2 separate regions of the Mus musculus genome follow, and region 1 is linked to region 2. The links are chromatin contacts, called in public ChIA-PET maps. All regions are on one chromosome and are shown on one strand. The core of a region is the stretch at or near the end of the contact, and the rest is flanking DNA. Distances in the headings are between cores, read along the strand shown.

The links. ChIA-PET counts read pairs in DNA pulled down with a chosen protein or histone mark.
Region 1: a contact with region 2 is called in an RNA polymerase II ChIA-PET map of effector CD8 T cells, with 321 read pairs. The contact joins the enhancer-like site here to the promoter of Arl6ip5 in region 2. A contact is called at or near these places in 6 of 484 Hi-C or Micro-C datasets (CD8 T cells, Th1 cells, embryonic fibroblasts and 3 more), 4 of 115 datasets of contacts at active chromatin or transcription factors (bone marrow-derived macrophages, effector CD8 T cells, embryonic stem cells and 1 more) and 3 of 9 other capture datasets (adipose tissue, liver and pancreatic islet).

Annotation. Positions count from the first base shown.
Region 1 is chr6:97,292,595-97,296,643 of GRCm38.p6, forward strand. Frmd4b (FERM domain containing 4B) reads right to left here. Exons shown (of 23, transcript NM_001346637.1): 21 at 2,982-3,793. Among named protein-coding and RNA genes, the nearest start is that of Gm32191, 42 kb to the left of the region's middle. Within about 2 kb of position 1,602, at least 90 of the 459 cell types and tissues checked have an H3K27ac peak or open chromatin away from gene starts, as enhancers often do. A contact at or near this core is called in CD8 T cells, Th1 cells, adipose tissue and 3 more, where this site is marked.
Region 2 is chr6:97,209,191-97,212,959 of GRCm38.p6, forward strand. Arl6ip5 (ADP-ribosylation factor-like 6 interacting protein 5) reads left to right here and starts at 1,602. Exons shown (of 3, transcript NM_022992.2): 1 at 1,602-1,806. The coding sequence starts at 1,631.

The DNA.
Region 1 (4,049 bases), core at 352-2,851, 83 kb after region 2:
TGGAAGCCTGGGTTTAGTTTTGTGTTTGCCACTGCTGAGGGGGTGGGTCCAGGCCTTGCCTCTGTTCTACCTCTGAGAACGAGAAACCCCTATCTGAGCCAGAATTGATAATCAGTTCAATTTTCTGGGTTAATAGCCGGCTGAGTGACTTGGGCAAATAGCTCCTCCTTTTGAAGCTTCAGTTTTCTTATTGTGGAGAGGGTAAGTACATTTTCTGTGGTGACAGCACCAGGACTGAAGGTTATGATGAACATAGTTAGCCTAGTGCAGAATAAAGGCTCGCAACATGGTAAGTATTACTATTAACAGGAGTTAGTCCAAAGGGAAGACAGAATTATTTTCAAGAACACCCGTTTTGAAGTAGCCCAGAAGGAAAAGGGAGTGGATTCTCAAAGGGAGAGAACCTTGCCACCTGGGCTTCAGATCCGACCAGATGGTACTTGAGAATCCGTCGAGAGGAATGTGGAGGAAAAGCCTTCAGCCAGGTCACTTGTCAAGACTTGACTGCTGAAGGCAACACTGGCCACTGGTAAGGCAGGGCGTTTTCTATTGTTGACTGAAAAGTGGAGGGTGAAGCTAGCAGGAGGTGGAAGAGGCTAGCTTTGCAGAAGGGTGGATCCAGGAGATGACAAGGGTACAATTTGGAAGCAGAGCCTGATTGAAGGAATGTTACTGGGTGTCACTGGTTATCACTGGGTTTCTGCTCTTCTCTTTGTGGAACCAGTCCTGCCCCATGCCTGGGCTGCACAGGTGACTCGGCAGCTCTGTGTGTGTCTAAGCCTCACAGACAGCCCTGCTCACTGTTCTTCCTGTTCCTCACGTTCTGTCCACTGACCTCTTTCCACACCCACAAGCCACTTGCATTTGCCACTGACAAACTTCACAATGCGTCTTTGGCCACAATGCCACTTGATTTACACTAACAGATGTAGGATGCTCACGGAGGGTTTCCAAGACTGAGCACCGAGGGAAGGGCTCTGAAGCCTGCGGGGGTCATACTGTTAGCCCTGGGATGGAAGCCCTACTTTGTCACCTGCCAGCCTACGGGACTGGCAGTCATTCAAACTCTATCTAAACCAGAGAGAGTCACCTTAACTGTAAAATAAGAATCATAACACACAGCTCTCGCCCTACAGCCCTGCTGCTCCCATTAAAAGGGCACCCTGACACAGAGCTGCCAAGAAAAGGTGGCTATGATCACTCCTGAAACTGAGTCATGACGAAGCCTTCAGGTGGTGCAGAGTCTGACTAACCAGAAACAGGAAATGTAGCTCTCCGTGTGAATGATCGGAGCCTGTAGAAATACATCTCCAAAGCTATAAAGTAGGGGCAGGAACATTCCAGAAGGGATTTCCGGGAGCCTTGATTTCATCCACTTAATTCTTTCTAAAAGATGCTCTTAGCCAGGTGTGGTAGGGCAGGCATGGGAGAGGACTCATGAGTTTGAGGTCAACCCTGGATGCACTGTAAGATCCTATTTAAAAAACGTCAAGGGGGTGGGGGATGGGGTAAGGAGGAATGCTCTTGGTGGTGCAGTCAGCAGAACTGATACCAGGTCTGAACCAGGAAGCAGTAACTCCGTTTTCACCCTTGCCCTAGATACAAAACCAACAGCCAAGACACTCAAGGGTTTTGACTCACACCTGGTTTCCTGTGGGTGTTTCCCCAGCCCTGCGTGCGCACCAAAAGCCATCCACAAGAATTTCCAGACCCCTGTTTGCTCTCATTCTTGGGGAACTCTCTCCAGATGTGACCCGTGAAAGCCTTCCATGCTTCACCCTGAGCTTTGAGGAAGTTCAGGAGGTCCTCTGAGCAGGATAGGTGTCCTCTACATCAGAGCCATAAACCACAAGAAACAGTGATAGACACCTCTTCCTGTGTTAGATGTGGTCATAGGTGGGATAATCCCGGAAGTCCAGGTCGCAGAAATAGTAATAAAATAGAACCCAAGCAGTACTCTCCATGGCAATGTCTCTTGTCAACAATCTTATGAATCACAAAGGAACAGCTCACTCTGACTGTTCCACAGGCTTGGAAATTCCCACCTAGGACCCAGGTTTTTGTGTAGTTTAAGCATTCATGCATTTCTTCAACTCATACATTCCTTTAGTTGCTGATGACACCCTTCAAAGGACCTTGAGGTCCTTCAATACTGACCTAGCACTATGCTGGGCAGACCAGTCCTCAGCTCCTATTTCTCCAAATTACTCAGAACAGGTTAGGGTGTGCAGCAGGTACTCTGCAAATGGGAGCAGAGGGAGTAGCCAGCTCCCCATTTCAGGGTTAGAAAGAGAATGCTTTTGATGATCAAAATTAGCTACCAAAATTCCTGGAGTTTTCAGTAATGACGGTGGGCATGGAATCAGGTTTTCAAGAACCCCAGGCAAACATTGAGCTATGACCCCAGCCTCCCAAATTCCTTACATTAGCAATTCAGTTGAGAACAGTATAGACTGAGATAAGATAAGCAAAGTATGTAGAAAAATACTTGACAAATACCAGTTCTATCGGAATGACTGTAGGCGTTACGCAGGCAGGTGCAGGAATATTCGATCTTTAGATTTATGACATCTTGGCCAGTGGGAAGGGATGTGTGATCCTTACTTAATGCCTTCTGCTGACTTTATGTGTCTCTTTATTCTTTCAAAACATCAAACTCCAGTGATGAGAATACTTTTAAGAGATGTGGCTATCAATATGAGGTGAAGATAGCACAAAGCTGGAGCAAGCACCAAGCCAGGACAACACACAGACTGGGCCCTCATCCTGTGTTTGCCCGGCTCAGATCTACAAATGGCTTCATCAGGCTCTAATGCTCTCTGAAAGCTGTTCAAGTTGGCAGTTCTTATTACGGGTCCACTTAATGACCACCACTCTGAATGACCTCGGGGACCAATTTATGACCCTGGACAGGAGTGGTTTGGGATGGGTTGGGATACATGGTGGCCCCTGGAGTGATGTGCTTCCCCCAGCAGTCTTACCTGAAGAGTAGGAAGATGCTCGACTGCTTGGAGAACAGGGGACCTGCAGCCCTGCAAATCCCAGGCACCTCTGCGATCCCCTGTCTGAGTCAAAGCTCGTCTGTGGGCTGTGCCCCTGATCCTTTTGTCCAGAAGCCCTCTGGTACCAGCCACGCAGGTGCTCAGCAACTAAGGCCTTGTGGATGTTTTTGGTGATGTGCTCAGATTTCACGGCCGCCTTCCTTGGCAGCCGGAGAGTTGCGTATGGGTTATGTGGCACGCGGTCTACTTCATCTTCATGGAAAGACCTGCTGTAGTCCCTCTGGCGGTCATATCCATAGTGAGCTGAGGATCGGTAAGAAGGATTGACACTGTACTGTCCCTCAGTGTCATTCTCGTAGACGTAGCCACCACTGTAATACAGGTCACACTCTGCATACGGTGGATATCCAGCGATATAGTAACCGGAAGGAGGTGGGTCCTGACCTTTGGAGTAGACACCGTTCCTCAAAGGATCCTTTTGTGCTAGGTTGGGCATGCTTCCTGAATTGGAAGTAGAAACACTGTGTTTCTTGGACCTTCTTCTCCCCCTGGCACGGGTGTCTAGGGTCTGGGTGGTGTAGTAAGGGCTGGCAGCAGGCGTCACACAGTAATACTCGGAGCTTGACTGGCTGGTATACGAAGACCCGTCGTCAAGGATCTCCGTGCTGCTGCTTCTTTGGGATTTGGAGAGGGTGAAAAATGGCTTGTCACTGTCCATCTCGGAGAGCAGGTGGGACTGGGACTCCAGGCTTCCGCTCCGCTGGCGGCAGTGTTGAGATGAGGAGTCAGGTCTGAAAGGAGAGAAGGGAAGATGAATACAGCACAAGAAGGGTCCGAGGGAGAGAAAAGGACACTAGGCTGAGGGCTGGGGGCATGGCTCCATCATGGGGTGTGCAAGGGGCGAGCATGGAAACTTGAGTTCAATACAGAAGAACTCACGTTAAAAAGCCAGGCAGGGTGCCTGTAATGGACCCTAGGGAGGTGGTGACAGGCAGATCACTGAAGCTTGCTAGCCAGCCAGTTTAGGCAAATTGGTGAACTCCAGGT
Region 2 (3,769 bases), core at 352-2,851:
ACAGTAAAATCTGTAAATGCTGCATATACTAAACACTTCCCAAACATCCCTCATTTAGCCTCTGTGGCAGATTTTCTACTAACCCCGGTTTACCTAAGAATCAAGGAAGGCTGGGGGAAGTTAAGACATTCCTCCACTGGCCTGGAGAGATGACTCAGAGGTTAAGAGCATTTGCTGTCCTTTCAGAGGACCCAGATTCAAGTCCCAGTTCCCACGTGGCAGCTTAGAATCATCTGTAACTCCAGTTCCAAGAGCTCTGGCACCCTCTTCTGACCTCAGCAGGCACAAAGCATGCGGGTACAGCACATACACAATGCAGGCAAGACATTCATTCACAATAAATTAGTTTTGTTTTGATTTTTTAGGAACTACTTTTCTCCAAAGTAAATTGCTGGAGTCCATTGCCAGGCTATCCTAAACACCAGTGGCAGAAGACATTTTCATAAAGCCCCCAATGATTTCCTCAACTGCCTTTCTAATCAGCTAAACAACTAAGTCTGACTTCGCCTCAAGTATATTTTACTACTCTTTGTTTTAGGGTAAGTTGGTGGTCTTAGTAGAGCACTTTGAGTTTGGTTAAAAATTAACAGTTGCAAATTTAGAAACACTGTTACCTTAGGCACTGCCATCTTAGAAGCCTAGGAGTCAGGGGGATCCTGGACACCACAAGAAAACAACCCACAGCATCAACTAAGCAGGGCTCATAGGCGCTCACAGAAACTGAAGCGGCTAGCACAGGGCCTACGTGTGTCTGTGCTAGGTTCTCTGTGTATGTGTTATGGTTGTGTAGCTTGGTGGTCTTGTAGAAGTTGTTTTCTTAGGTAAATGTTATTTGTTTAATATTGGAATAAAACTAAGAAACCTTTCTGGCCTGGGAAGCCATGTTTCTGCCCAGGAACACAGAGCACCTCCAGCAGCTGTCTGCTTTGAAGCTGCTAAGAGCTCGCTCAGGAAGAAGTGAAGTCATCCGCTTCTATCTATCTTCTATCTATAACGATGGCACAACGGTTCAGTAATTTTGCCACAGGACAGCAGAAATGAAGGGCGAAGAAAAAGGCGAGCTGGCAATCACTTTATTTCAGTTCACTTCAGTCAAACCCTTGCTCCCATTTTTTTTTTTTCTAGTGTGATTTCACACAAAGTGACTCATGAAAATTGCACGCATATGTGGGGAGATTAGCAATACCGGACTTCAGTGACACTGAGGCCGGCTTCCATTCCATTCCACTTATATTGACAGCTGAACAGCTGCTTTTTTTTTTTTTTTTTTTTTTTTTTTTTTTTTTTTTTTCTCCCTTCAGGGCAAAGAACACACACAAGCGATGTGTTTAAAAAGAGATGGTTTGTATTTAAACTGCCAGAGAGAACTGACACCACCTTTAGTTTAGGTAGGGGATTTCCGCTAGTTACTTTTTGTCCTAACATTGGATAAAGCCCACTGCTCTGAGTCACTAACCACTTCCAGCCAATCACAGACAGACCAACACACCCGCCCGCAGCCAATTTTCTGAGCCCTGCCGTGCTTTAACCGCAGAACCAATCCGAAGGACCCGCTGTCATCTTTCATCCAGCTGGTTGTCGCTGCCGCCGCCTCCAGATTCCGAAGGCGAAGCTCGCGAAGCAGAGGAACATGGACGTGAACCTCGCCCCGCTCCGTGCCTGGGACGATTTCTTCCCGGGCTCTGATCGTTTCGCCCGGCCGGACTTCAGGGACATTTCCAAATGGAACAACCGTGTAGTGAGCAATCTGCTCTATTACCAGACCAACTACCTGGTGGTGGCTGCCATGATGATTTCGGTTGTTGGGTAAGTGGGGTCTTCTGCCTGGAGCACCTGTCCAGGGTCAGGACGTAGGGACCACGAGGACAAGATCGCGAAATGCAAGACTAGGTCCACACGGAGCGCCTGCCTCAGGGAAGGGTCTCGGGAAGTGGCCCACCCAGTGGAAACTTGTTCTCAGGGCGAGGCCACAGCTCTCTGAGGTCCCCTTTCTTTCTCTTTTTGCTCTAGAGGCTTGAGCAGGGACCCTGGGAGGGAAGAGGTGAGGAAAACGCTGAGAACTTGGGACAATGAGAACTACCCCCTCCCACGTCCCCGTGCTGAAGATATTCGCCTGTCAGATGTTTGTAGCACAGTGGGTGTTTTAAAAATAAGAAAAAATGTGGTGGTGTTGTAACCTTGTCCTGGGGCTGCCTAGCAAAGCCTGGAGTGACAGGGTGTGGACCCAGGGCTGTGTTTAAGTGGCCTCTCCGGCTAATGTCTGTCTATACTGTACATAGAACTGAGCTTCCGCTCAGGCGGATGCGAGTCTCCTGGTGGCGCATCTTCCCCTGTGAGGTGACTCTGGAAACGAGGCCCCCTGACATTTTCTTTTCCCCTAGAAGTTGCCGGACACGGTCGCTTTAGCTTTGCTCCTTAGCCTGGGGTCTTAAACATCTCTGAAGGCCTTTTCGATGCTGGTTAAGAAGTTTCCTGTGCTAAGTAAGGTTATACGTGAACATTCTGGCGCACATACACGTACACATTTCCGCACCTGTTTCCTGAGAAGCTGTTTTTCCTTGTAGGTTACCCTTTAAAAATGCTTCTTCCACCTTTTAACAAAATAAATGGTTATATTCGCCATTTTATTATCTCTTATACGAATTTAAATAGAAGGTTTTACAAAACACCCTCTTGCCCTAAAAGAAGTCCTTTTCTAAGGTTTCTCTTTCCGAACAAACCCAAAGAGAAAGAGAAGCTGCTAGGGAGAAAAACAAAAAACAATCCCAAAAAGGAGAGAGAAGAGATGCACACTCGGGGCTCTTAGGAAGGGGTGCGTGATAAGGCGCTGTCTTAAGTTGGCCTGAGGTTAGCTGGCTTATTTACTTAGCTACCTCTGGGCACCAGATCCCACGCCAAGCTCTGAGCGCACCAAGATGAATCAGACTTGAATTCTGGCCCAGGGACACATGGCATTTGCTGAGCCTCAAAAGGAGCAAACTCACAGCACGGAGGAGACTGGCAAGCTTCCTCATTTCCAGGCGTGGTTCGGAGTGGTCACCGGTTCTCAAATGTGGGCTCCATGTGAGATCTTAGCTGTGTGTGGCTGAAGGAACTGCCAACTCTGGGGATGGCGTAGTGTGCAGAGGACACAGGCTCTAGCGGACTCTGACTAAACGGGCAGCTGAGCAACCATTAGTCAGGGGAAGAAAGCCAGAGGCAGTTGTTCCTGAACCTGCCCCCAAAACTCTGCTTCTTCCCAGAGGACAGACTTCACAAAGTCGCTTCTTTAAAATAAAATAACTAGCTGGGCACTGCTGGTGCACGCCTTCGATCTCAGCATTTGGGAGGCAGAGGCAGTCGAATCTCTGTGAGTTCAAGGCCAGCTTGGTCTCCAGAGCAAGTATGAGTATAGTTGGGGATACACAGAGAAACCCTATCTTGAAAATCCAACAAAACAAAACCAAAGAACTCTAATAATGGGTTTACATCTCTTGTAAACTTTCATATTCTTTTCTTCCTCTTTGGTGGTTACCTAGTTATGGGGTGGATTATCTTCTCTTAAATAGAAAGGTTTGACACAGACCAATCAAATATACAAGGAAAAAATAAATAAAATCCCCCTCCCCTCACACTCAAAGCATTATATGTCCAGACTCCAGCACAGCCCTGGTCACCTTGTGGCCTTCATAGAACCCATTTTTCACAGTCAGCTCTTAACTAAATATAGCTCTCTCATTATGATCTTAGGCCACTGAACCTGGCAGTCTGGAGTCTTCACCTTTCTCAT